Linked DNA regions of Gossypium arboreum: region 2 is linked to region 1. The links are chromatin contacts, called in public Hi-C maps. All regions are on one chromosome and are shown on one strand. Each heading gives the region's core, a stretch centred on a gene start, on an enhancer-like site or on the middle of the called end of the contact. The rest is flanking DNA. Distances are from core to core; before and after follow the strand shown. Region 1 holds the start of LOC108483962 (transcription factor bHLH74). Region 2 has its middle 16 kb from the start of LOC108484128.

Region 1 (7,315 bases), core at 3,538-6,037:
AAAATTATATTAAACTTTGATTTGAGGGAAAATATAAACAATTTATGCATCAATTAAACCAAGTACATCTTTGTTGCCTAATTGGATTAAGTTAACCAAGTACATCTTTTTTACCTTTGCATATAGCGTAAACGTATTCTTAGTTTTATTCTATAACTAATTAATTATTCATATAAGTATAAATATTATGGTTAATATTTAATACATTATAAAAAATTTAATTCTATGAAATAATTTAAATACTCTCAATTTTTTCTTAAAATTATTATTTATTTATTAATGTATATTAAAAGGATTTATTTGTAAAATTTTATCAAATCATTTTTCAAATATTAAATATATTTGGATTTTTTTATTATTATGAATATTTAATAATTTAGTGTGAGTAGGTACATAGATGAGTTAGGTGTGGCATAACACTCATATGATATTTGACTACCTAGTCATTGAAGTGGGGTCCATTTTGAACATCACACGGTATGGGAAAAAATATCACATCAAATTTGAAAACCATCAATCACAAGAAGCACACATTTCGTGTAAAACGTTCCACAAAAAATTATTGAAATCTTGGGGGTTTTAATTTATCTCCATTTTATAAAACTTTATTTTAAAAAAAATTATATTCTCTAACACGAGGTATTAACATAATTGTCAAAGGTGAAAGTTTTAGATTTGAGTATTCCGGTCTATATCCACCATGCATAGGTCTTCAAATTTCATTATGCGTGGTTATTATATTTAGGTTTTAGTTTAAATAGTACTGGTTCTCAATTTATTTGTATTGTAATAGTTTGATTCTATTTTATAATTATTCAATAATTTATCCATATTTTAATAGTTTGATACTTATAGCTACTCGAACATATATTTATATTATACTTGTAATAAGAAGATTCAAAAGAGATAGGTGAATTTTTATTCAAATAATGCTTTTTTAATTTTTTTCTCTTAATGATGTTGTTATGGAATTATTTTTGAATGCAAAAATATGCTATTGAAAAATTTCATTGAAAAATAAAGATTTTAAAATAATGACAATGTCTTTATTATTATATTTAGTATATGTTTGTGGGTCCGGGCAACAATAATATATTAAGATTAGTATCTGATTGAGTAATGGCAAGATGTTGTCATTGGAATGAGATACCTAGTTAAACACATTAAGTGTATGTTAGATAATCGTGTATTGACCCATCATGATAATGTTATTGGATTATTATGGGAAGATTACAATAACTCTCATAATGATAATAATGTATAAAATTTTTAGACTCGAGGTTACCATAGTTTCGAGAGTACATTCATTTGGAAACAAATTATAATATAGAAAGTACATTACAATGAAATACTTGTTAGTATTTCGAGAGTGGTCGCCACAAGAATCATCTACAAACCTCAAAGTAATCTCTGAACAAACTAATTTTAGAATTTTCTTTCTTAATGAAGAGACAAAACACAAGGGATAAAACTAAGTAATTGTATCATATATATATATATATATATATATATTTGTGCAAACTGCAGCTATGTGATTTTATTGTTGATGGAAATTCAGGTTAATCTAAAGGAATAAGGTAGGACTTAAGGATTTATGGGGTTATTTATACTGTGAGGCTCGAGGCAAGCCAAATACATTCATTTGGGTAGTTAGGGAGTTTGAATAATCTCAAGCCAAATCTCGACACCCCATGGGTATTGAGGTCAGGCCAAATTGTACATGTTTGTACCTCAAGGGGTTAGAGTCCATGGGAAAATTGAAAGCTCGTAAAACTTAACATGCATGGTGTCAAGTAGAATTCTCTATGGGTCGAATAATTCATCTAGTTTATTAGACCCGATCATAGGTCGTGTCATTCGCCCAAGCTCAAAGGCTCACTTAAAAAGTAATAAAATTTGTAAAAAATATAGGCCTGAAAAATGAGTTTGGATAAAAAATAATGCTTGTTTTCTGAACAGGCTAGACCTTGAGTAAGATTTTTTTGCACAGGCCCGGGTCAACCCAAATCCATTGTTTTGCTGTCATTTCATTATTATGTTGTTAACATTTTGTTGTTATTGTTTGGATATTGTATAACTATTGTTTTATTGTTAATTTTGCTACCACTTTAGAGATGTTTGCTTGCAAAGTTGCAACTATGTTAGTATTATTTAAGTATAAAAATTTTTAAATATATTTTTAATTTGTTAGGAAACATCTATTTTAATGTTTTTAGTTTATTTGATGTATTATATTTTTAAAATTTATTTTATATAAAAATAATTTATAACAAATTAATATGGACAGAACCATTTCGGGCTTGGGTTTAATATATAATATTTTTATTTATTTTGATTACATATTTTTGATACAATACTTAAAACTATCCATAACCCCTCTTCAACCCATAAATAGGTAAGTAATGCGCTTTAGCACACTTAAACTCACATATTCCTGTTTTGGCAACAATGTCCATGCTAATCGAACTAAAATTCTATTGATCATTTTATTAATATTTTATAATATACATATTTGGTTTAGTTTTGTAAAATCATTATAATATAAAACATTATATGTAAGTTTTCAAAATGAGTTGAGGCTAGGATTAAAAAAAAACCATTTCGGAATCGAGATTGAAGTTCATGGCAATACTATATTTTTAAAATATAGATTTTAATATTTCATGGTATATGAAAATTAAAATAATCTTCTAACCAAATCAAAAGTAGAATCTAAATATATATACATTTTAAATATTTATTAAAGATCAAGTCGGATCTATGAATAATTTAAAGCAAAATAGATTTGAACATATATACATAAAAAATTATCTTTAATATTTATTATACTATATATATTCAAAATTTATGATTATTCTTTCTAACAATATTGCCAGAAAAAATACGGATCCAATCTCTTTGCCATCACTGTTCACAACTAACTCAAATTTAACAGAATCTAAGCTAAGTAAGCCGTTGATTTCGCCAATAAAATAAATAATATAAAATAAGAAATAAATCCAGCAAGATAACAACCAAGAGTTTAAGTTGACCAAAAAATAATAGGATTTGACCAAGAGTTTTAGGGTGGCTTTTTTGTGAATAAGGGCACCCCTCCAGCTGGAAAATCCTTACCACAGACAACTTACAAGGTAAATTTTATTTCATGATTAGATTCCATTATTCCTTATGTTCCTCAAAAAGAAAAGATTGATTTGTTGCTGCACCTCTTCTTATTAATTCAATTCAATTTAATGTATTATTTAATAAAAAAGTTGGTGTTATGGGAAAATCATATTATGCTTCTAGGTTTACTGTCTTCTTTCTGTGACTTGTCCAATCACTAGACACCTGTCATATTGCTGACTTCATCATCTCCATTCAATCCCCATCAATCACAAATTCAGAATGGGTAAATTGCACCCAAGGTCATCAAATTGTTAGTAATTTTATATTTTAGTTACTTAACTTCAAAAAGTTATAAAATAATTATTAAATTATTCAAAAAAAAATTTTGAGTCACTGGATTGTTAAAATTATTGTTATATGATTTTATCTATTCACACTACATTCACCAATCAAAAACTCTTTTTCTCTTTTTTTATAGTTCAGACTTTTTAAATAATTTTCTACTCTAATCTAACATAGAAAATCAGATTCACTTAGATCTGAGACATATTATTTTACTTGCCAATGGGTATTGATCTACTAAATCAATCGTTGAATTTTTGCTTAGAACTCACTAATTAAACTTATTAAAAAAATTAACAACCCAATTACTTAAATAAAAACTTTTGAATAATTAAATGATTTTTTTGGAACTCCATGAATATGAAATTGGATTGTGTTAAAAAGGAGGGTTTTGTGGGGGATGATTGATAATCAATGTGAATCAAATGATGAGCAAGGGCAAAATCATGTATAATTAAGAGCCATTTACATCAAATTACATTATCTTATCAATAATAGTATAAGATTTTATTATGAGTTATTATATGCTTGATTTAATGATTTTTCATTGAGTTGATTTTTTATGAGAAAAAAAATTAAACTTGGGTATTTAGATGTCAAAAATAAGTCATAATTGGAGTATTTTTTATACAATATCAAAATAAGAGAGGAGAGTAATATGATTTAAATTCATGCTAAATTAATGTCGATAAAAGTTTTATCCATTACTTCTATATAAGTCGAGACTTTATTGAAGCGATCTTAATATTGTATATTTTTTACCTTATTTTTAACTACTTTAGTTCATTTTCATTAAACCAAAATATAATATAATAAATATTAATCATAAATTAACCTTTTTTATTTTTTATATACATTCTCACAAGGAACATTTAATTATATTTATTTATAAAATGAGTTTTGTCTATTATTAGTTAAAAACTTAACATTTTATCTATTTATATTTTTTTATATTTTCAGACTTAACTTTCACTCTCAATATAATTCAATAATAAAACTAGTAAATTGTAATTTCAAATAATTTTATATTTTGTCAAACAAAAGTTAAATCTTATATTATAATTAAACGAATCAAACAAAACAATGTAATATATTACGCAATACGATTAAGTAATTTTATATTTTGTAAATCATACTACTAGATATTACTCGATCTAAATGCCCTTAAGGACAATCGATTAGTAAAAAATTTAATTTTTAAAATCTAATTTCCAAAATAATGAAAGTTTTTAAATAGAGAGATAATACGAAATTATATTTTTTAATAATAATACCAACTACAATCATAGTGTTGTATTTCTACATTGTATTGATGTGATTTTTTTAAAATATTGCTAAAAATTATGAAAAGAAATGAAGAGGGGGGCTTAGTTGGCAATGAGAGAGAAACAAGTGAGTAACAGCAAAGAGAAGACTGTCTTAGAATAGTTGGCAAAATGTGTCAGTAATGGGAAAAAAATAAATAAAGTAAAATGATCAAAGAAGGAAGCAAAGCTAGCTTGGCCTTGAAGAGAAGAACATCTCCAATGGCATCTAAGTTAAATATTGTTTAAATATTGAAAAAAGGGGAAAAAAAACACTTATAAATAAATCAAAAGATAAAAAATTTAACAAAGGCAAAAAAAGTAGCTTAGGTTCTGTAATAATTTAGGAACAAAGAGCAGTTGAGTGCAGTAGTTAGTATGTCTTTTAAAAACAAGCAAAGTTCCAATCTTTAATCTTTCTTACATCAAAACACAGTCTCTCTTATATGCTTTCTCTCTCTCTAGCCTTATAGGTTCTCTTTATATATATATATTAAAGGTTGGAATTTGATGCTTTGTTTGGTACAAGCGCCAAGTTGGTGAATTTGGTTTCCCTCAGGTGGAATTTTAAGCTTAGCAAACATTTGATGCTTTTAGAGGTAACCATAAAAAATACCCAATTTAGGGGAACTATGAATTTAGACTCTGCCCCCCTCATTTCAGTTCTTGCATAATTCAAAGTTAGGAAAAAAAAAATTGGATGCTTTGATAATAGTCTCTCAAAAAAGGGTTTTTTTTTTCCCTTCTCTTTGTTCTTGGAGAGTGTTTTAGGGTATTGATTTACTTTGCTTTCATCATCTTTGTACTAGTTCTTGTAAAGTTCATTCATTTATGATATTATCATCAAATTTAGAATCTGGGTTTCTTTTATTTTCTCATTTTTTTAAAGTTGTTTTTACCTTAATTTGATCTTAGTAAAGCATTGGTCTTTATCTAGGATCTGGTTTTTTAAAAATTCAATCTTTTTTTGTTTGTCTTACAGAAGAGTAGATTTTGATCCTTGGGGGGGACTTTTGAAAGAGAAGAGGTAAACAATTTAGTCCCTGTGAGATTCCATGGCTGATGCATTGGATTTGGTCCTTTTTTACTTTAACATCCTCTCAGTTCTATAAAGCTGCCAACATTATATTTTGTTTTCCTTGGTCAAATCAACTTGGTTCAGGTCTAGGTTAGCTTAGAATTTGGGGGTGTTTTTAGGGTTGGAACTTAGAGCTATGGCTAGTGATGGTAATGATGATTTAGGGTTTAAACACCATAGCCTTATGAATACTAACAACCCTTTGTGTGACAAAGTTGATGGAATGGCATTGAGTTCGATGTATAATACCAAGTCTTCGAATTCATCGGATCCTTTCTTTGGTTCCGGTTGGGATCCGATGGTATCGTTGAATCAAAGTGAAAGCCTTGGAGGTGGTTCTTCAATGGTTTCTCATATTGGATTTGTCAATTCTCATTACCCTCTCCTAATGGAGAATCAGGGTATTTGTGGGACTTCCCATTTTTCCCAGTATCAATCCGATCCGAGTTTCGTTGAGTTGGTTCCGAAGATCCAAGGATTTGGTACTGGGAATTTGTCGGAAATGGTTGGTCCGATGAGTTTACCACGTTGTACCCAGGGTTATGCTATGAATCATGAGGGTGGCATTGAAAGGGCTTCGACAAATAGTACGCAATCTCGTGATGATCCTCAAATTTCAGAGGAGGGTGTTGTTGGTGCTTCACCTAATGGGAAGTGTCGAAAACGAGTTCATGAAGCAAACCAGGTATATTGTTTGATTGAATCACAATAGTTTTGAAATTTTCGAGCATGATTATAATCGACTTTGTTATTTGTATTAGAATGCTGATGAAGAGCTGAAAAAGGATCCTTCAGGAGAAAGCTGTGATGTTCCAAAAGAACATGATTCTAAGAAACAGAAAACCGAACAAAATGCAACTGCTAATTCACGCGGTAAACAAGTTGTGAAACAAGCTAAAGACAGTTCTCAAACCGGAGAAGCTCCTAAAGAAAATTACATCCATGTTAGAGCTCGAAGGGGCCAGGCTACAAACAGTCACAGCTTGGCAGAAAGGGTAACTAATTGTTTTCATATCAAACGTATGATGTTTATTGTGTTTTTAGCTTCGTATTGAATCCAGAAATATTTCCGATTGTAGGTGAGAAGGGAAAAGATAAGTGAGAGGATGAAATTGCTTCAAGAACTTGTACCGGGATGCAATAAGGTAACTAGACCGATCATGGTTTCATAGTAGACTCTTTACTTAAAATGAAAACAAATCATAGATTATTTGATTCGGTTTTGTTGTTTTAGATTACTGGGAAAGCTGTAATGCTTGATGAGATAATCAACTATGTCCAGTCACTGCAACAACAGGTTGAGGTATGAAACCATGACCGGTTTTTTTTGTTTTACAGTAATACAATTAAGGAACTATAGAAAAACTTCGAATCTAGAAGTATAGTAGGGAAATTTGCTTCATTTGAATAATCGGACCGTCTTTCTTTCCTCGGTAAAATCCTTGGCTTAGGCCAGTAACTAAATACGAGCACCTCCCTTGGA
Region 2 (7,180 bases), core at 3,254-5,753, 44 kb before region 1:
AGTCTCTCACTATCTTGAATTCTTCCATTTTGGTTTAGGGTTTTCCTGTTTACTTTTACGATGTTATTAGTAGGTTTAAATTAATAATCTCATGTCTTGACTTATATGGAGTGTTGGTTAAAGCTCTTGTCAGATACCCGTTTAATATGAATTTAAATTGTGTTATTTCCATCCCCTACCCCAAATGTAAACCGATAATATTCTCATTAATTGGTATTGTTAAAATGATTGACATGAAACTCTTTTCCTTATAAATATTTTCGGATACGTAATCATGAAAATCTAATCCATCATCGGGATGGCAAAGGGTTAGGATAGTTTATTTCTCGCCCCGACCTAGACATAATTTTTATATTTCCTATCTTGTGTCAAACTTGATTTTATTTAAAAATTTTGCCCCGAACCTAAAATGGCTTCAATGATATTTCCCCATTCTATTTTGAAATTTTAGATAATTTTCGTATAATATATTGATTTTTACGAAATTAGACCAAACATATATATTATAAAATTAAAAATATATATGAAAATATTTAGTAAATTTTAAATATATGAAATAAATTCGTATAAAATTAATAAATTATAATTAAAATAGTAAAAATAGTTATAAAATTAAAAGAGGATCGTTTTAAAAAATATACCGTGATGGTGCAAAGCAAATTTTTCCTAAGTTGAATCCCAAAATTTTTAATAGAAAAATCAACCTATCCCTCTTAAAAATCGATTTTTTTAAATAAAAAAACCCCACACCTATAGGGCTGGTGTGGATCACAACCCGTCAAGTTCCGAGGTTTTTTGCCTCTCTTCTCAATCATATTCCACCAATAATAAATTTACATAAAATTATAAAAGAAAATAACCAAATCATTCAACGGATTTAAAGTAGAGGGATTAAATCAAAATTTTCAGCATAATTGAGGGACTTAAACCAAAATTAGACCCAAAATAGGAGGGGAAAAAAGCCAAAATTGAATGAGTTTCTGACTTTTCTCATGTCTTCTTTCTCTCAAGGTGCATGGATGAAGGACAATATTCTTTTGAAAGATTCTTTCAACACTGCCGATTTTAATGGCATCAAATGTTTGATTCACAAACCTAAAAATTTAAAAGGAACATAAAATTTTAGGACCAATTTCAGAAGTGGTAGATGAAACTTCACCTAACATGACAAATATTGAAGAATAGTGACTTTGATGCCACCATTTATTGTTCCACCTTCGGTCCCAATTTGCATATCCTTTTACGTTTACCCTTTTAAGTTCCTGCATTCATTTGCTAAACATTTTTTCTAAGTTTTGAAATTTGGGGTGTGTTCCAAAATACATATATATATATATATATATATATATATATATATATATATATATATGAGAAAGACATGTAACAAAAAAAAGTAAAAGTATCATGGAGGTCTTTGTACTAAGAGTTAGATTGTATTTTGTCTTCTTTGTTAAAAAAATAAATAAATTAATCTTTTTACGTTAAATCAAAGAGCAAACTAGTCATTTCTGCTAAAAATTTCATCTATATCTGGGTAAAAATAACACGGAGGCTCTTGTACTGAGGGTGGGATTGCCTTTTACTCCCTCTATTAAAAAAATGTGCAAATTAGTCCCGTACGTTAGATCAAAAAGCAAACAAATTCATCTGTTAAAAATTTCATCCATTTTTACCGTTAAAAACTTGTTTCTTCATCCATTTTACACGCACGCTGCATGTAACTATTTGGTTATTCCATCAGTCATGTTTATTTTTAACAGTAGAAATGGATAAAATTTTTAATAGAAATGGCTAGTTTACTCTTTGATTTAATGTATATGGGCCAATTTATCCATTTTTGAATAAATGGGGTAAAATGTAATCTGATTTATAGTATAGGGGCCTCTATAATACTTTTAGCTCTATTCCTACTACTAAAAACCGACATAGCTGATGGAATAATCGAGCAATTACACATGCTGTGCCACATGCACTTATACTGACGTATAAATACCAATTTTTAATAGTAAAAATGAATGAAATTTTTAACAGAAAGACCAATTTATTCTTTGATATAATATATAAAGACTAATTTATCTATTTTTTTAATAAAAAGGATCAAAATGTAATTCAAATTTTAATAGAAAGACCTCTATAATATTTTTACCAGAAAAAAATAAAGGGATAAGGTTAGCCAATTGGGTTGGCCCTAGGGGCCAGACATGGTTGCTGGTTCAGCAGAATACTGGTCATTTACTGCTATATATACAAGTTTTTGTCATCATCTTCATTCATACATTGCATTCACTTGCCTTCTAAATTTTTTTTCTGCATTGAGAGGTAAATTTTGTCTCTTGCATGTATCACTGTCCCACCCCCATTCTTGTGTCTCTTTAGCTTGTAATGCATGTTAAAGTCTTAAAGAGCACCTGACATTACTATTCGTACATGTTCCCCCTTTTCACATTCCAATCGGTGGTGTTTCCTTTTAGGTTTTGTTGAAAAAAGAAAACTTGAAAATGGAGATGGTTTTTGTATGGTAAACAACTTTCCTTTTTTTTAAATCCACTCTATTTGATCCAATCGTAAAATATATTATATCTTAATTAAGACAATTTAAAATTGAATCTAGAAATGATATTGTTAAAAATATAATCATTAACTTTGAAAAAATTAATTTTCACGTAAAATAGAAAAATATTTTAGTTCTTCTCGACTTGGTTCGATTGTTTCCGATTATTTGTTTAGTGTATTTTATATTGAATTGATTCTACTTTGAAGCTGGTTGGACATATCTTCGTTTAATACTCTATTTGTAATTGTAATCCTATAAAAAATATTGTATGCTAAAAAAAATTAATTCTTGATTTAGACCCTTTATTGAAATTTGAGATTTTATTGCTCTACTTTAGTTTAATATGGTTTTATTTTTACAATTTTATTAGTATATCTAAATTGATAATCGTATTAATTACCGCTTTTAAAGGGAGAGTATATTAATATTTAAAAGAATGAGTTTTTAAATATTTATTTACTCTTATAAAACAATTGCCAACCTCTGATCCTGCTTGTGGAGTCCAAAATCTTCACGGGTAGTGCACCAAATATTTTCTCAAAAAACAATAGTTAAAAGTGTTGAACATGTATGAAGCTAGGTGCAGGGATAAGAGTAGGACCTTGGAGCCCAAAAATTTATAAAATGACTCTGAAATATTCGAAAGTTTTCATTGAAGTTGTCACTAGGTTGTTGAAATCATTGTTGCATGACCTTGTTCGTTTGCATTGCCTACATCAATCGAAAGTTCTTATTTCACTTCTGTTCTACAGTTATGAAACAACTTTAAATATAATGAAACTGTGAATCAAAATTCAAACACCTTTCTTCGATTTCTGACACTAACCATCATATCGACTTGAATATAAAGTATGTTTTTTTACTCGTTGATAGGCATTGATCCATTGTACCGATTGTTGAATCATCGCTTAGAGCTCACTAACTAGACTTTAAAAAATAAAATTAACAGCTTAGTAACTAAATGAAAACTTTTGAATAGTTTAATGACCATTTTATAACTTTTTGAAGTTGAATAACAATTTAGTAGCCATGGGTGGAGTTTGCCCAAATTAATAATAGCATTTTTAATTCTTTATTTAAATGAAAAAAATGCAATTTTAGTCCCTCTCAAAAAATAGTAATTTAATTGAAGTCCTTTAGCCCTTTGGTAAAAATGAAAATTATCATTTTTCCTCCCAAAGATTTAATATTTTAATTTAATCCCCTTTAATACAAAAGTTTTAGCTTTTGCATCCCTCAAATTTTACTATTTTATGCCGACCCCCAACATAAAATTCTTGACTTCGCCCCTTATTATAAAAAAAAAAGAAATAAAGAAGATGAAATATGAAAAATTAAAGCTGAAAAATTACCCAACTAAGTAATAACATAGCTAGCCCCTACAACATTGCATATTCTTAGAGATTGTGATTTCAAGCCTCCTTATGCGAGAGTATATCAGGTAAAGGGTTTGAAGGATTAAATTACAAAATCAACATAGTAAAGGGACTAAAACTAGAATTATACCAAACAAAAATTAAATTATGGAGAATGATGATAACAAAATGAATTGAATGGCTCGGGAACAAGATTGAGGATGATGCTCCGTACAGATTGTGGCAGCCAGTTTTGTTTTTATTTTCCCATAAGGCTAAAAGCATACATAGCTAAATAGCCCCTCTCAGTTTCAGATCATATATATACATATTGGATTATTATATGCATTCAAAGCTGTCAGCGTCCAGAATCTAACGTGAGTATCTTTAGTCCAATTTTGCTAGTATAATTATTATTTAAAAACACAATATAATAAACCATGATATTGATATATGATAGGGTGTACAATGCCATTTGCTAAAAGCCTAAGCCGTGAGTATTTTGTCTGCAAATTTGTCTTTTCTTCGACTCTAACACATCTCCTCTTTGTCTAGTCTCCATTTTCCACCGTACAACCCTAATGTTATATCATATTACTGAATCTATGCAATTCTTGCAGCTCATGTGTTTATCTTCTTGTATCAGTTTTGCTCAGCCATTTTTGACTTTTTCTGATTTTTTTTGACTAATTTTATCTTCATAATTCGATCATAACTTCTGGATCGAGTTGAAAAGGTTACAGAACTAAACTCTTTATCACTCGACCGGTTGGTCCCGGTACTTTTTTTTCCTTTGGTGGACTCTTATTTAACTGGGTTGAGTCTATTTAACTTTCCTCTTTTCTATGTTGAGGCCTAATCTGTTTTTCAATGCACTTGGGTCAAGCCTATTGTTGGCCCAATTTAGATAGTAAAGAATAACTCCATAAGTCCATTGTTGGTCCAATTTTCAAAACTTTGGGTTTAAATGATCATCCCACTTTTTGAGTCTATTTCATCAAATTTTTTTATCTAAAATCATTTGTAGGAGAGTTTAGTCGGTTGATTCGGTTAAAAAAAATTTAAAATGTAATTTGATCGTTTAGAATAATACTTTAGCTTACTAATTGACCATTTAGGTTTTAATCGATCTAATCAACTTCACGATATTTGGTTTGATCGGTTAAGTCAATTAAATCGAATAAGCTTAGATTTTGATTTTGATTAAAATTTTATATAAAAGAGATATGGGGAAGGGGGCTGGGTTGCCAAACTGAACTTGTTTGCTCCCATGTGGTAATCTAGGCATGCTCTTTTTGCTAGGTTATTGGGCCTAATGGTTAGGTTCACTTTTAACTGTACAACCCGTTTGCTTTTTTGAGCTTTGTTTTGGAATTAATAAATAAAACCCAGTTGATTGTCTCAAAAAATATTTTTTATATATTAAAAAATAGCTAAAGACAACTGATTTGATTATGCTAATTTATAATTAATAATTGAGTGACATAATTTATTTTAACCTATTACAAAACTATCGTAGCCATTATAACTAACTTGACCGAACTTATTCTATCGAAAATCCTTGGTTAATTGAATAAAAGCTAGTTTAGCATTACTTTTCAAAAATCAATAATTTTGTTATTGACTTTATCTATTCATCTTTATTAATTTTAATATAACAATAAAAATATTTCAAGCAAGATGTTAATTTTGATGTCTCAAGCTTTTGATATAACAATATTAACTAAGTCATTTAGTGTTCAAACTATTTTAAAGCATTTCAAAGACTTATAAAATACTCAAAAACATGTTTCTAATGAGTTTGAATTTATCCATATATTCTTTAGTAAATACCAAAATGTTTTAAGTGTTTAAATCCATTTTAAACAAGTTTGGGGCATAGTTTCGATACATAAGCAAAACTGTAAAACCCTAGATAGTAGTGTTACAACAAACCTAAAAGTATTGATCCTTCTGGAGTTGTATCGGTACTAGCCTAGTTGTGGCGATACCATTGCCTTCCAACGACTATATTTTTTTAGTAGTATCAGTTCAAGTTCATCTGCAACTGCAGTTAATGTACAAATTGAGTGATGCAATAACTCCAAGTCTTACCCAACGACTACAAATATTTACAAACTCATTCCCTTAGTATAAATACACGCCAAAGACACATCAAAAAAAACAAGAGAAATATCCAAGCATAAAACACAAGGGAATTAACTTCAAATCTTCATTTTCTTCATCATTTGTCTTATACATATTTCATTAAGAGCTTGCTGCAATATCTTTTCTTACTCTCAAATCTTTGTATTTAGAGTCTCATTTGCAAACACACCTACTTGAGGTTCATTGTTAGTTTGCTCATCTTCTCCTTGTTTGTAAAGAGTATACTTAAGGTTTTTGAAGTATAAAACCTTAAAGAGGCGTTTGGTTATCTTAGATTGCATTCCGTAATAGAATTATGGGAATGTAAGAGTATAAGTAGAATGTGAAATTACTTTATTTAGTTCATTTGCCTAGGAATTTAAGATTCAAAGTGTTTGGTTTATGGAAAGTAAAATTACCTAAAAGCAAATTTTACTATATTGTCCTTGTTATAAAATATAGACTCATTAACCAAATAATTTATGTCAACTACTGAGAGAATGTTAAAGAGCAAGTTAAGTCCACCAAATTGCCAGTCATTCTATAATCTTAATTGCTGGAGAAAAAAAACCTAAAATCTTGTCAAGAAAAAAGGAATTTGATTGAAAGTTATGACTTCAATGAAATTTTCTATCGAAACGGTAATTTAAATCACAAACAACAAAGCAAATAAGCTCCAAACTTCATTTTCTAACAATAATATTCAATTAATCGAATATGTGCTAGCAATTGTTCTTAAGAAAATAGATTAAACTCTTGACAAAAGCAATTTGGGATTTGAAAATTGAAATTTAATTGAAACTTACAAACAATACAACACTGGTGAAGAGATAGTAACGATGGCTATTTTACAAGGTCTTCGCTTTCTACCTATCTCTTTATATACTCTCTTTAATTATTTAAATAATTATTCATAACAATCGAGAGAACTTTTCTAAAAAAACAAACGAGAGAACTCATAATAACCAACAACACAAAAACTCAACAAACTTGCAGCCTACAACATAAATTGAAAAAAAATCTACAACAATCGACAAACATGAAGCCTACAACAGATATTGAAAAATGAAAAAAAAAATCTCAATGCAATAAACCACAAAGCAATATGAAGACACAACTAGAAATTGAAAATATTAAATTTACC

What was found. Hi-C and Micro-C count contacts between places; a contact is called where the count stands out from the background.
Region 2: a Hi-C map of leaf shows a contact between it and region 1, with 2.5 times the contacts expected there. The contact joins the enhancer-like site here to the promoter of LOC108483962 in region 1. A contact is called at or near these places in 2 of 5 Hi-C or Micro-C datasets (both in leaf).

The regions. Positions count from the first base shown.
Region 1 is chr6:140,566,401-140,573,715 of ASM2569848v2, reverse strand. LOC108483962 (transcription factor bHLH74) reads left to right here and starts at 4,787. Exons shown (of 9, transcript XM_017787530.2): 1 at 4,787-5,353; 2 at 5,737-6,517; 3 at 6,594-6,827; 4 at 6,912-6,977; 5 at 7,067-7,135. The coding sequence starts at 5,969.
Region 2 is chr6:140,610,329-140,617,508 of ASM2569848v2, reverse strand. No RefSeq gene overlaps it. Among protein-coding and RNA genes, the nearest start is that of LOC108484128, 16 kb to the left of the region's middle. Within about 2 kb of position 4,503, at least 2 of the 2 cell types and tissues checked have an H3K27ac peak or open chromatin away from gene starts, as enhancers often do. A contact at or near this core is called in leaf, where this site is marked.